Linked DNA regions of Mus musculus: region 1 is linked to region 2. The links are chromatin contacts, called in public Hi-C maps. All regions are on one chromosome and are shown on one strand. Each heading gives the region's core, a stretch centred on a gene start, on an enhancer-like site or on the middle of the called end of the contact. The rest is flanking DNA. Distances are from core to core; before and after follow the strand shown. Region 1 holds the start of Ahr (aryl-hydrocarbon receptor). Region 2 has its middle 70 kb from the start of Mir680-3.

Region 1 (7,011 bases), core at 733-3,232, 270 kb before region 2:
ACAGGGCATCACCACACTCTCTTTTTTGTCCAATAGCAAACAGCTTCTCGATCACAGTTCCAGTTTCTACCTCACAGGTTGCCCCATTTACCATCTTTCCTTAGATGTCCTAAATCTATTTCAAACCTAAGAAGCATGAGGCCAGCTTTATAATTTCTTTCTGGTGATTCATGCCATTGTTACCCAGCTGGAAACATAGTTGAGAAAACTATCAATTTTAACTCTTAAATTTGTTTCTAATATTAGCACACAAAGCGATGGGCTTAATGAAATGTATGAATTACCATGCTCCCATTCTGCTGGACGCCCCCCCCCCATTCCTTCCCCCACTCCTGCTGCTCTGCTTGCTCCCACAGGATCCCCTCTTCTCCTTCTGTGTCATGTGTATTCTCCTGCCCTTTCTCTTCTCACCTCCAACCCAAGAGCTCCTTTTTCCACTCTCATGATCGCTTTCCTAGTTTCAACATGTGTAAAAATCAAAATCTAGAGCATACATCTAGAGAAAACATGGTATTTGCCTTCTGTGTCTGCCATGCTTAACACGGCAGCCTCCAGTTCCACTTGTTTACCTGCAAATGCCATGATTTCAGTTTTATTCAGAGTCCCATAAAATGCCATTGTGTAGACGCACTACATTTTATTTATCCATCCATAGGTTGATGTGAATCTAGTCTGGGTCCACTTCTCACTTGTTTTGAATGAAGGGCTATCAGGTATGTGCGCAGGAGAATAGCAGGTCATCTTGTGGATCTGTTTTTAATTTGTTGAGAAACTCTATACAGAGTTCCACAGTGGCTGGACCAGTTTACAACCACCCACAGTGATGCGGGTTCTTCTTCCTCCACAGCCTGGGCACCATTTGTTGTTCTTAGTTTTCTCGCTATCCTTTTCCTTGCTGTTGTGTATCCTCTCTTCTGATCTCTTTCTCAAATCTATAAAACACATCAGACTTCATCTCTATCTCTTCATGTCCAGCATCACCTACCTGACTCCCAAAATTCACTTCTCTGCCTCTATTCTTTGGTGGTTAACAGCGACCTTCCCTCTTCCTTTATCATCTCTGCTGTCTCTTTTCTCTCATCCCCATGGCTGTGCCATTGGTCTTGCAGCTGGTCGATTTCATCAATTTCCCAGCGATTCTCTCTTCCATCTGTTTTGTTCCTGAGTAACAGAATTTCCACCTTTTCCCACAGTGACTTTCCCAAGAAAGATGGAACATCATCTTCCAAATTACGCCTTTAAAAGCTCTCTGTTGTCTGCAGAATGAGACCCAATTTCTTCATTAAATCTTTATGATTTGTTCCTAGATTATCTTTTTTTTTTTTTTTCTTTTTCCTCCCATCAGCTCTACCGTACTACTAACAGAAACTCAGGTCTCTGGTCATAGTCTCAGTACCTACCCTCCAATTTCTCATGCTCTCAGCACTCCTGTGCTTCTTTCCTTCTCATCTTCCTGAAGTCTGATGGAGGAAACGATGTTTTATTGTCTTCTGTAGACATAAAATAAATGTGGGAGGGAAAAGGATTATAAAACTCGTAGCCTTCAAGACAACTAACTTTGCAGGGCATTTTTGAAGTTTTCCCCTTAGAATGCTCTCCAGTCGCAGTTATTTATCTACCAGCTCAATGTAAAATCTTTGTCAAAAATTAGATGACTCAACTCTAGGATGAGCTAAGCTCTTTGCCTGGTAAATCTTGATGTCTGGGTTACAAGGAATTTGCCTAGGCATAATGTGGCCTCACACCCCTTTTGAGGCTGGAAAACAGGTACTGGGCGAACACCACCCCACCCCCAGAACCTCGGACTGCAAGAAGTGTTGGGAGTCACTACGTCCTGCGTCATCACGTGCTGCGAAGAGGGTGGGGCCCTCCTGGGAACCGTGAGGGGCGGGGCCGAGCAGGTGGGGCGGGGCTGGAGCCCGGGGCGGAGCTGCGCGGGGTCGCGGCTGCGGAGGAGCGGGCTCGCGGCGGGCGGCAGCGTGTGTGTGCGCTCCCTTTGACGCTCGGTGCCCCACGCGTGTCCCGGAGAGGCTCAGCCCGGAGCGACCCGGAGGACGAACTGGTGGACGGACTCGGGGGTGGCTGCCAGGCAGGGTTGTGAGCGACGCCGCGGCACAGCGCGGGAGCCGGGAAGCCCTAGAGCACTGCGGCCCCTCCTGACCCTCGGGACCGGGCGCGGCTAGCGTGCGGGTTTCTCCTCCGCGGCCAGCTCGGGCAGCCCGAGTCTCCTCTGTCGCCCGCACCTGCGCGTCGCGGTCGTCCCGCCCTCGGCGGCGGCTCACCTGGGCGCAGCGCGGGCAGGGCGCCGCCTCCGGGACGCAGGTGGAGCGGGCAGGGCGCGGGCACCATGAGCAGCGGCGCCAACATCACCTATGCCAGCCGCAAGCGGCGCAAGCCGGTGCAGAAAACGTGAGTGACGGCGGGCAGGCGCGCTCCGAGGGTGCGGGAGGTCCCCACGCGTGCCGCCATCCAGGAGCTGAGTCTCAACCAATGCGTTAAAAAAAAAAAAATCCTGCTTTCAGGCACCTGCACCTTTACTGCTCAGCGACCTTCCCTGGCTGGTTCGTTGACAGCTCTGACCTACCTAGTGCCGCTCTAGCTTAGTTAGTTAAGCTTGCCTGGAAATCCTCCACTCTAGATCTCCGCTGCCGTGAGCTTTAGGGGACACGGAGGATAAGTAGACAGCTCACTGAGGTGAGATGTTGGGCAGAGCTAAACACGTGTTGTCTTGAAGGAGGGGACCTGTGCCTTTGAAGGAATGTCTTTCTGTTCTTAGCGCCTAGCTTTCTGTTTTGCTCTCTCATTTACTTCCTAGGCAGCAGTTCTGCAGGGCTCGGTGTAGGCGCAGAATTGATAGCAGGTTGGAGTGTGCAGTGGACAGGTGCCCTGGCAGCTTGGTGGCATTCTTAGCCACTCTTTGGTGCAGTTTTCTTCCTCCTTTTGGAGTGCTTTTGGGTCTGTAAAATTTTAAATCATTAAGAAGAGGAAAAAGAACTAGACTGACTTCTAAGTTATTTCTACTCTCTACCTGTAGTTCATTTCCCCTTGCTTTTTTTTTTTTTTTTTTTTTTTTTTTTTTTTTTTTTTTGCCAATTCTGACAGAGATTACAGGCTTTGGTCTTTATTTCCATGGGCTATTTGTATGAGATGGGAGATTTTTTTTCCCCCCTCAGAAAAGAGATTCATGATTGAGACAGGGTTCCATTTAGGAGTTGTCTGTATTGATGCATTCATTCATAATTACCTTGGAGTTTCCACATCTCACCATTTGTTATTTTTTTAAAAAAATAAATTATTTTAGGAACACTTTCAGGCAATCAGTAGTGTGTGTTTTGCTTGAAACATGACAGCTATCACCAAGTGAACCAAAAAAAGAAAACAAAAACAACAAAAAAACCAACTTAAGATTTATACACTGTTTACAAATAGTTACTAGCTTAGAAGTTGGGTTATTTGTGGATTTTAATTCCCCTTAAGAATTTCAACTGTCCTAGTTCCTCAAATCTTGACTTACAAATTAATATTGAGAGGAGATGTCCATGTGTAAATAGTTTGATCAGAATTTGGAAGTTTTATGGTTGGTACACTTTAAAGGACGCAAATGTCGTTGACTCAGCAGTTTTCTACCCCGGCAGTTCTTTGGACCCTGGCTTTCAGTGCTTTAGTATTTTGTAGGACGGTTTCTTTTTGTTAAAACATGTTTGCTCAATTTGACTTTGTTCCTGGCAGTTACAGTTTCCGAGGCTTTCAAGTGCTTGTTCCCTGTTTTCATTAATAGTAATACTAACTCAGTATGAGATGAAAAATCTCAGGTATTATGTACATGGGCATAAAACTTGGAGCTCCGCTTGAGTGTCTAAGTCTAAGTAACTGATTTTCCTTATGTTATTTAAGGACATAAACTGCTTTCTATACAAAGGTCACCATCTTAAATGTTATTCATTATAACGGCGAGTGCTCTTAGTTTCTAGTTAATATAGAGAGCTTCCTTTTTAACACGACAACACTTCCTTTTAGATTAAGTTACACCTTTTATTATATTGTCTCACTATTTGCATTTGATAATTTCGGACAACTAAACTGTTGTCCCCACGAACTTATATTTTATTTTATTTGGTCCTTGACTTCTGTTTATCAGATCTGTACTGAACACCTTTAATCAACTCTGAGCCTTCAAATGCCTTAAAGGTCACCAGCTTGCTTTGTCGAAGACTTTAGTGCTGGCACTTAGGTCCTTTAGTGAAAGTACTTACGTTGTCCCCCCTGAACAGAAAATAGTGAGCTGTATAATCACATAATCAAAGTTCACCCTTAACAACCAGGTCACCAAGCTTTAGTATGAGTCTTTAAGTTAAACTACTTAGCCTGTGTGCAATGAGGCCCCAAATACCTCAATTTCAGGAAAAAACACAAGTGTTGACTGTGCTTTCTAATTTAATTAACTTGTACCCTTTAAGGTATAGCTGTTTTATACGGAGCATACCCATTGTAATTCTAGTGTCGAAAAATGTCATATTTAAATATACAGTTCCGTGAAAATTTGGAGTAAAGTGGGTGACATGATTTTAACCCGAAGTTCTTTCAGTCTTCAAATGAGGATCTAGATGCAAAATAAGCCCCCTCTAGTGGCCGGTCCCACCATGACAGTTATCTGTAGAAGGAAATCAGTTTGAAATGTGTTCAATTCCATCCAAGGACAGTGTTTTGTATACACTACACTGTGAATAGCTGTTTCCTCCTTCTTCAGTGCAATGAAAGTTAGGAAATTAAGAGATCCTAAGCAGCCTTGCATCTAGCCCATATCCTCATCTTCAAAGGCAGAATGTCAAAGACCAACCTGGGAATAGAATCTTCTGGGATGTGTCTGTTTCCACTTAAATCCTGTTCTTGCTTATTCTCTTTGGAGAGGAAAATGTTGTGTGCAGTTGTTTAGTTATTCAGTCTCATGAAAATGGCTGAGCAAAGCAGAAGATGGAACAATCTACTCTGGTGATTAAAACTTGAAATATATTTTGAAGCTTTATTAAGACAGAAAAGGTCTTACTTACTGCTACTGGTAGTTTAGGATTGCTAGCAAACAGCAGATGCTCAATCAATAAAACCTGCAGCTGTGGTGGTATTCAAGCCAGCCGTAGCAAGGCTCTCATGATCTGCTGCTAAGTACACACCAATATCAATTTTTACCTTGTTAGTATTCAGGAATGCTGAAGTAATATAGAAGCCCTTCACTCTATTAAAACGTTGTGAGCCCCATCTGTATAACAAAACTTTACTAATCATTTTGTTACAGTACACAATACTAAATTTTCCGCAGATCTACAGTATGGGGCCCTTTGCTAGACAGCACCTGACATGAAAGGACTTTGCAGCTACCGTACTATTTTTCATTTTCTCTCAGATAGCAATAGTGAGAGGGCATCTATGCCGAGGCTGTGGATGTGCCTCATGCTCACCCATGGATGTGTCTAACACAAGGGCTCACATCAAACTGAACGAAAGAAGCAACAGATTCAAACTAAAGGGTGAGGCCTAGTTTCTGTTACTGTTGTTTTTCTGTATTAAAATTCTCTTTTTCATACAATATATTTTGACCGTATTCTTTCTCCTCCTTCAACTCCTCCTAGGCCCTCCCTTCTACTCTCCCCACACCATTTCCTGTTCTTTCTCTCTCCCTTTCCTGGTCAAGTTTTTGTTTTGTTTTGTTTTATTTTGTTTTGTTTTTTGTTTTTACTAGCAGGGCAGTCTCCTCCACTGCTGTTCTTACAACTAAACTAGGAAAGCAGAAGGTCAAGTAAACCCGAAGGCTGCTGGAGACCCAGTGGAGGCCTAGTCTTTAACTACTGCTGGTTATGTGTTGCAGGCCTGACAGACAGACACTGCCGGATCTTATTTTCCCCAGCAGAGACCAGTACAGTCTCCTTCCTGTGTTTAGTTAACACCATTACTTAGGAGTGAGCACTACGCAGGTCTTTAACAGTATTCTACTTCTAAACTCTTTAAAAACTGTTTCTTTGGCAGTGTCATATAGCAAAATTTGCTCTTATTCCCCAATATATACTGATAGGATCATTGAACACAGAATTTTCCATACATAGTTTAGTCTCCTTTCTGTAATAGTACTATGGAAATAATGTTATCATTTCTGGCTCAGGCCACTGGGACCTAAGGTTCACATTCAAAGTTGATTCAGGTAATAAGTGGAAAACTGGACTTTGGTTATTGCATCTCTAGTTGTTGGCTCTAAAGCCTTATGTTCTTAACTACAGTGCAGGACTGTCTAGATGAACAGGTTAATCAGAGTGCATGATGGCCCCTGTCCTGGGCATTGCCACTTGTCCACTGCACCTTCTTTAATGACACTGAGGCTGAAACAGTTGACTGCCATTTCAGGACTCAGTCTGTGCCAGCCCATCTCCTGCTTTTGTATTCATGTCTTTTTTCTTAGAGTCCTTCCAGCCCCCATTTCCCTGCACACATCTCCCTGTGAAGCACTTTGAACAACTGCATGTTGTTCTGTTGACTAACTCCAGGATTTTCCTTTCGAGGGCACATTCTGTCACTTCTAGCATTTCTGCAATTTACCTGGTGTTTCAGAGAATCGTCTGGAGGTCTGTAAACTCTTATATAAATGTGTCATTTCCATAGGACAGACCTCTTTAGGTGGAATTTGGGGGGGCAAGGGTTTATATACTTCTAAGGATGAGCCGAATGTTACAGTCAGATATAGTGTCAAATTAGATTATAAATTTTTTTGTGACTTACATTCACATTGTTTGTCAAAGAGACATGTCTGTATCCACGTATTTTACATAAAAATATTACCAAGTGATGGGAATGGTTGAGCTGGTATATTGTGACTGTGTTTGTGTGCAGTAGTCGGATTTTATGCTGCCTGTATTGACTTACGTTGTCTAATACTTTTCAGCTTCTTAGTTTGTTCTTTCTCTTGTTCAGAATTAAATTCCTGTAAACTGTGTACACATTTTAAAAGTCAGTGCCACACAGTACCTG
Region 2 (7,049 bases), core at 132-2,631:
CCAAACATCCTGACTTGGAAGATTTATTCTGATAGCGATGGGTATTCTGCATGACAGGGTGTCATATGACTATCTCTATATTTTCTTTGAATTGCATAGAAAATTAAAACTACTAGTTATAAAAAAAATCGTTTTAAATTTATGAAAGAATAAAACTTTTCTCCTCAAGTCTGTGGGGTATGATGTACTATGTGGTGTAGCTAGGAGCTCCACAGACTACACTGAAAGCAAGACAAGTACACAGAAGACAAAGATTCTCAGTACAACCCAGTACACTCTGCAGGAGAGAGATTCTAGTTAAGATGGGGTGCTCTTAACCAAGTGAGTCATTTAAGGGCAGCTCTGCATTCTGCAGCCAGATGGAGCCAAAATTAATCCCAGGTCGAGGAAAAGCGGGAGCCAAGACATGAGGTCCAGTTACTGTGAATTTGGGACCAGACTGTGGGGGTTACTGGTGACTTCTCCTCAGGGTCCAGTTCTCTAAACTCATAACTTATCTGGGACAATGGGCTGTTTTTCTCACTGCCAAGAACAACTCTTCCTAAACAGTGAGCTGGGTTTTTTTTTTTTTAAATCATGGTTTGGATATTTTAACATAATTTTCTGGCATATCATTAATTGATTGTAATACATTGCTCTGTGGTTTCCATCTATTTGAATGCTAATTGTACTAAAAGTAAGAAAAAGAAGAAAAATGCCTAACTATGCAGGATCATTACATTGAAGGAGGGAACTTGGAAAGTTACAGGTTAGCACATAATAATAAAGAATTTAAAGAGGGGAGAGAGATGAAGTGTCTAATTTATGATTATTTGAAATCTTACAGATCATTAGAATACATACTAATTTAATCGTGAAAATTTCAATGCAGGTACCATTATGTTCTCCTCTTTAGATGTGAGGAAACTGAGACACAGAGTAAAGACTTGTCCCATCAACAGCAAAGCCAGGACTGGCTCTCTGCCTGGTGGATGTAGACTTATGTATCTGGTTATTAACCACTGCTTTCTAGCCCTCCCAATGCAGACACCAGCTGAGTCAAAGGCAGAATGGAGGTTCCAGATTCCAAATTCTCAGTCCTTTCCGCCACAAAGTATCTGTTTATCCTCAGCCTGTGCAGGATTTCATCACCGCATCTCTGAGGCAGCTGGCTATCTTTGTAACAGAATTCTTCTTCCTTTACTCCTCACAATTTAGAGTGGTGTTCCCCGGTTTCACAGATGGAAAATTTTCTCCCAACTACACTCATTTTACAAACCACTACAACCAAAGCACCAGGGGTTAAAACCACAACAAAAAAAGCCTCAGCAACATGCATCTCTTCCACAAGGAGGGAGAGAGAATGCCAGCCGCCAGCCACCAGCCACATGTGACTTCTGCTTTCCTTTGTCCTGACAATGAGTAGCTAGAAGGCAAGCTGACAGCAGGCATCTGTGCAACTCATTTTCAGAACAAACACTGGGTACGGGTTAACTTTATGACCATCTCCCTGTTGAGGGGGCCAATGCTAAGGAAGACAGGAGACCTTCGGCACATTCCTTGCTGGAGCCTGCTGTTTCATCCTTGCTTAACAGGATATTGAAGAGAATGCTTCCTGGAATGGGTATCTAGGCTCTATAGTTGAAAAGAGTAGTATTAATATTTAGAGAAAATACCGCCATCTGTCATGACTTAAGAGGCAGCAAATGCAAGATTCCTACAGTCAGTCTCAGCAAAAAGGAACTGTCTCAGCCTTAACTGGACTCCAACATCAGCCCGGGGCTTGCCACACTACCGATACCTGGGGCCTGCCTCCCTGAGAGATCTTTAGCTCATCTCTGATGCCATCTTGGGAAATGTGATACTTTTGAGCATCCCAGTTCAATCACAGGAATGATTGCAAGGATTACTTGGAAAAGGGAAGAGGGTGGGAAACATGGAAGGCTGTGTTGGTATTCTTCTCTGGATGGTTTGATAACTAGGAAGGCATTTTGGGTTCCAGGAGGAATTTCTACAAGGAAGGATGCTATCTGCAGTTATCAACAGCCATGGGGCTAAAAGGAATGGGAGTATATGGAAAGGGAAGCTATGTTCCTAAAACCTAAGTGGACTGTGCAGAAGTTCACTGTTTTCTGCTGCTTTCCATGGTCATTTATGCAAGCAGGCTGCTTACCAGGGGCTGACCAAACTCTAGTTAGTGGCTGCAAGAGGCTATAGCTGAAAGACTGTTTGTGGAGCCAACATACAATAGCCAGTAGAAGTTAAATCATTGAAGTGTCCTAACTTATATTTGACATATCATATAGGTCATTTGTATTCCAGCTTTCCTGGTTGCAGGCAGTTTACTGAGCAGGACTCAGGCACTGTCCTCACACACTCTCTTTAATTCCTCCTTATCCATTTAAGAGAAGAGAGTTTGAAAAATCCACATCCTCAACTTCACTTCAGTTTTATGCCTCAAATATTATTCAGTTCTGATTCAGGATCCCATGCTTGCCCAGTTGAACCGTAAAATTTGTAATTACAGAATTATAAAGTAAAGGAAGTGTTTGGGAAACAGAACTCATGTTTGTCTGTAACTTGGGATGTGCTTGGCAGAGACAGGACTTATTTTATTTCCGTATCAAGCCTGTTACTGTCAGGGAAGAAAATGAGCTGCATGAATCACAGCTTTCATGCTTACTGAATTGGGTCCCATCTTTCAAAGTATTTTAATAAGCCTGCTTCCTCCTAAAATGCTTTTGCTGTCCCCAACATTAGGTAAGAAGACAGCAAGGAAAATCCATCATTTCCCAGCAGCTAAGCTGGAATCCAGGCTTCAATTCCTAGCTACCTACTCCCGCAGGCCTTGGCTCTGCATCCGGTGCTTCCTGTGAGCTTTGCCCTTCTCTGCCAGGTTCACATGTCTTCACCTTCCAGTCAGCTAAAATGCCAGGCCTAATATGTACTAAGGTCAAAGAGGAAGCCACATCGGAACAAAAGATAACTCTGAAGGTTTGGTAGATGTTAAAATACTCTTGGTATAAGTTAACTTGGTATAAGTTAAGTTTGATTTAATAAAAAGCATGTGAGCACTAACATCTTTAAACAGAATTCACTGGTCCTGAAGTATAAAGCAAGCCCACTTAGCAGGAAACAGTCTGCCAACTCGCAGATATTTAAGCATCTGAGAGTCTCTGTGTATTAGGTTAAAGAAGCCACTGAGTGCAGTTCAGGCCCTGCCTCTGGAGTCCAGACAATGGACTCCTGGGAAGAGCTCCCCTAAAGACCTTGAACTTTGTTACTATGACATCAGTTCGCTCTCTGCTGTTTGAAACAGAAAGGACTAAACTGTGTTTTTCTAAAAACTGATCCTCCACAAAACTTCTACAGCTTGAGATAACAGAGTCCAGAGTGGAAGTCAGATTCAACTCAAGTCAGCTCCACCCATAGCACTAAGAATTTGGTTGTCCAGCACAACCTCAAAATGGCCTCCAAAACCAATGAGGGCCTCAGAGGGTTATTCTGAGATTATGCCCCAGGTCAGTGCTTTGATCTAGAAACTCGCAAGCATTCATTTGTTTTTCTGATCACACATTCTTCACAGGAGGAAGTTGTGCCATCAATGTTCCATGGGAAAAAAAAAAGAAAGAAAAAGCAAGAAAACATGGTTATAGTGAAGGGTAGAGGGAATTTGGAGGTAGAAAGGGCAATTGTATTAACATCTGATTCCATACAAGTGGAAGAGTTTTGGGAAATCCTGCTACTTGAGGTCTCAGTCTACTATGTCTGATAGCTCTTTGGAGCTAGGCACAAAATGGAAGACTCCCTTTTCTAGCAGGGCTTCCCCTTCCTAACTTTATCTGGGGGAGACCTACCCCCAAACCCTTTACCTTCAAGTTCAACTTCTTTCCTGATAAGAACTCACCCAGCAAGTACCTGGGATTCCTGGAATGCCTCTCCATGCAAAGGAGGCACTCCCAGTATTTTAAACCCCAGCTAATGATTTACATCCACCATGAAAACTCCTTCTTACTCTCCAAAGTTCATGCATAGTCTTTGCTCACCCCAAATAAAGTGTCCATCAAGAAACTATTTCACTGAAGGTCATCTAAGAGAGCTGCTTCATTGAATATTATCTAAGAGAGCTGAGCACTAAAACCTTTCTGGAAACAGTACTCACTCCCAGGCAGCTCACTCTCAGCAGGTATCTTGCAGACCCCACCCATTCCCATCTCCTCTTCATCCTTCCAGCCTAGTGTGCAGGGGCAAGCTAGACATCCTCAAGAGGAAAGCAGACTCAGAATCATAGAAGAAACATAGCCTAAGGGAAGAAAGCTACAGTGTTCACTGGGATCAGAGCTACAATAGAGAAAGAACTACAAGAGTCAATGCACCAAGAACTTGCCTCCTCTTCTGGTCTCCATTGACCTCTTGTGCCTGCCCACCTTTTCCTTGATCTGTGGGCTTCCCACAGAAGTTGTCCTCCTCTACTAGCAGGAGACATGGCTGCCAGCAGCCCACAGACACAGGGAAAGTGCTTATTGGCTTAGTCTACATCCCATGCTGAAGTTAATTTACTGCGAGACCCTGGGGCCAGGGTAGGGAAGATAGCCTCACCTGCCCCACATGTACAGCTAAAGAGAGTGAACTTGTATAGAGAGAAAGCTTAGCAAAAGCTGGCTAAGCAGACTACTGTTAAGTAAAGTAGACTCTCCTTTCACAATCTTCTAGATCAACTAATACACTGGAGGTTTTTAGGCATGTATCTACCCTGGGACGGCAATTAATGAATGGTTTTCCTCCTTAACAGTCGTCCTTTAAAGCCTGTCTTATTTCCTCCCAAGACCTCTTCACTCAAAACTCCTCCAAAGTCCTAACTGCTTTCAAATAAGCAGAAGAAGTTTTGTTACATTTCTAAAAAATAAATATAAATTAAATCTATTTTATTCTATAATTAAGGGATTTGCCCATCTTATCTTTAAAAATACTGTAAATTATTCATCAGGCTTAAGTTACATCTCTAAGTAGCTGACCGAGTCATTATACTCTCCATCTATAACTAATATAGTTAGTTATATTATTAAATAAGTAATTCCATGATAACATTATTCAAAAAGTGATTGTAATCTTAAGCAAACCGTGTCAACCTTGAAATATCGAACTACTCCCATAGTGAAGACTACAAAAGATAAAAGACTAGGATGAGACTACCACAACTTAACATCATTATGTTATATGTGTGAATATTTTGCCTGCAGGTTTGCCTGTGCATCATTTGCATGCCTGGTACCAACAGAAGCCAGAAGCATTGAAGACCTTAGGACTGGAGTTGTGAGCTGCCACGTAGGTACTGATAACTGAACTTGTTTCTCGGGAAGAGCAGCCAGTGTCCATAACTCCATCTGTCAAATGCCCTACTTTTGTTTTCCTTTCCTCATAGTGTTCAACTGATTTGAATTGATCTTCTTAGCCAACCACAGTATTGGTCAACTGCTTTGACTCATTAGCCTAACTCCTGCATGTTTATGCATCTTAACTGACCTTGTGTAGTAGTTAATTTTGTATGTTATTTTGGCTGGGCATGAAGTATAAGTCTAGATTGAACCTTATTTTTTGGTTGTGTGGCAAGGTAAGATTAAAAATTAATTACTCATGGGAGCTAGGAACTAAACCACTGTATTAATTAGGGTTTTACTGCTGTGACCAAGACAACTCTTATAAGGACAACATTTAATTGGGGTTGGCTTATAGATTCAGAGGTTCAGTCCATGATCATCATGTCAGGAACATGGCAACATCCAGGCAAGCACAGCACAGGAGGAACTGAGAGTTCTATATCTTCATCTTTTTTAAAAACTTTTTATTGGATATTTTACTTATTTCCATTTCAAATGTTATCCCCTCTCTCAGTTCCTCCCCCACCCCAAAGGCCACCTATCCCACCCTTGTACCTCTGCTTCTATGAAGGTTATTCCCACCTACTCCTGCTTCCCTGTCCTGGAATTCCCCTACATTGGGGCATCCAGCCTTCACAGGACCAAGGACCTCTCCTCCCAGTGATGTTCCACAAGGCCATCCTCTGCTACATACGCAGCTGGAGTCATGGATCACTCCATGTGTAGTCTTTGGTTGGTGGTTTAGTCCCTGAGAGCTCTAGGGAGGTTGCTTGATATTGCTCTTTCTATGGGGTTGCAAACCCCTTCAGCTCCTTCAGTACTTTCTCTAATTCCTCCATTAGGGACCCTGTGCTCATCCCAATGGTTGACTGTGAGCATCCGTCTCTTTATTTGTCAGGCTCTGGCAGAACCTCTCAGGAGACAGCTATATCAGGCTCCTGTCATCAAGTACTTCTTGGCATCCACAATAGTGTCTGAGTTTGGTGACAATAGTGTCTGTTTCAGTCCATAGAGGTGGGGCAATCTCTGGCCTTTCTTTCAGTTTCTGCTCCACACTTTGTCTCCATATTTCCTCCATTGTGAATTTTGTTTCCCCTTCTAAGAAAGACGATACATCCACACTTTGGTCTTCCTTCTTCTTGAGTTTCATGTGGTTTGTGAATTGTATCTTGGGAATTCCAAGCTTTTGGGCTAATATCCACTTACCAGTGAGTACATACCATGTGTGTTCTTTTGTGATTGGGTTACCTCACTCAGGATGATATTTTCTAGTTCCATCCATTTGCCTAAGAATTTCATGAATTTATTGTTTTCAATAGCTGAGTACCCCATTGTGTAAATGTACCACATTTTCTGATCCATTCCTCTGTTGAAGGACATCTGGGTTCTTTCCAGCTTCTTGCTATTATAAATGAGGCTGCTATGAACATAGCGCAGCATGTGTCCTTATTATATGTTTGAACATCTTTTGGGTATATGCCCACGAGTAATAAAGCTGGGTACTACATCTTCAATAGTGGCTTTCACTCAGCTAGGGTGAAGGTCTTAAAGACCTCACCCACAGTGACACACCATCTCCAACACATCTTCTAATAGTGCCACTCCTTGGGCTGAACATATACAAACCATCACAACTTGATTCTTATTTTTCCTTCATGAAATTTAATTTCCTCTCCTGATTTCTTGGGCCCC

What was found. A called contact is a pair of places that touch in the nucleus more often than the background predicts.
Region 1: a Hi-C map of bone marrow-derived macrophages shows a contact between it and region 2, with 23 read pairs. The contact joins the promoter of Ahr here to the enhancer-like site in region 2. A contact is called at or near these places in 1 of 39 promoter capture datasets (macrophages), 1 of 15 datasets of contacts at CTCF or cohesin (the NIH/3T3 cell line), 2 of 484 Hi-C or Micro-C datasets (bone marrow-derived macrophages and muscle stem cells), 1 of 115 datasets of contacts at active chromatin or transcription factors (bone marrow-derived macrophages) and 1 of 9 other capture datasets (adipose tissue).

The regions. Positions count from the first base shown.
Region 1 is chr12:35,529,960-35,536,970 of GRCm38.p6, reverse strand. Ahr (aryl-hydrocarbon receptor) reads left to right here and starts at 1,982. Exons shown (of 11, transcript NM_013464.4): 1 at 1,982-2,409. The coding sequence starts at 2,348.
Region 2 is chr12:35,261,548-35,268,596 of GRCm38.p6, reverse strand. No RefSeq gene overlaps it. Among named protein-coding and RNA genes, the nearest start is that of Mir680-3, 70 kb to the right of the region's middle. Within about 2 kb of position 1,381, at least 20 of the 459 cell types and tissues checked have an H3K27ac peak or open chromatin away from gene starts, as enhancers often do. A contact at or near this core is called in bone marrow-derived macrophages and muscle stem cells, where this site is marked.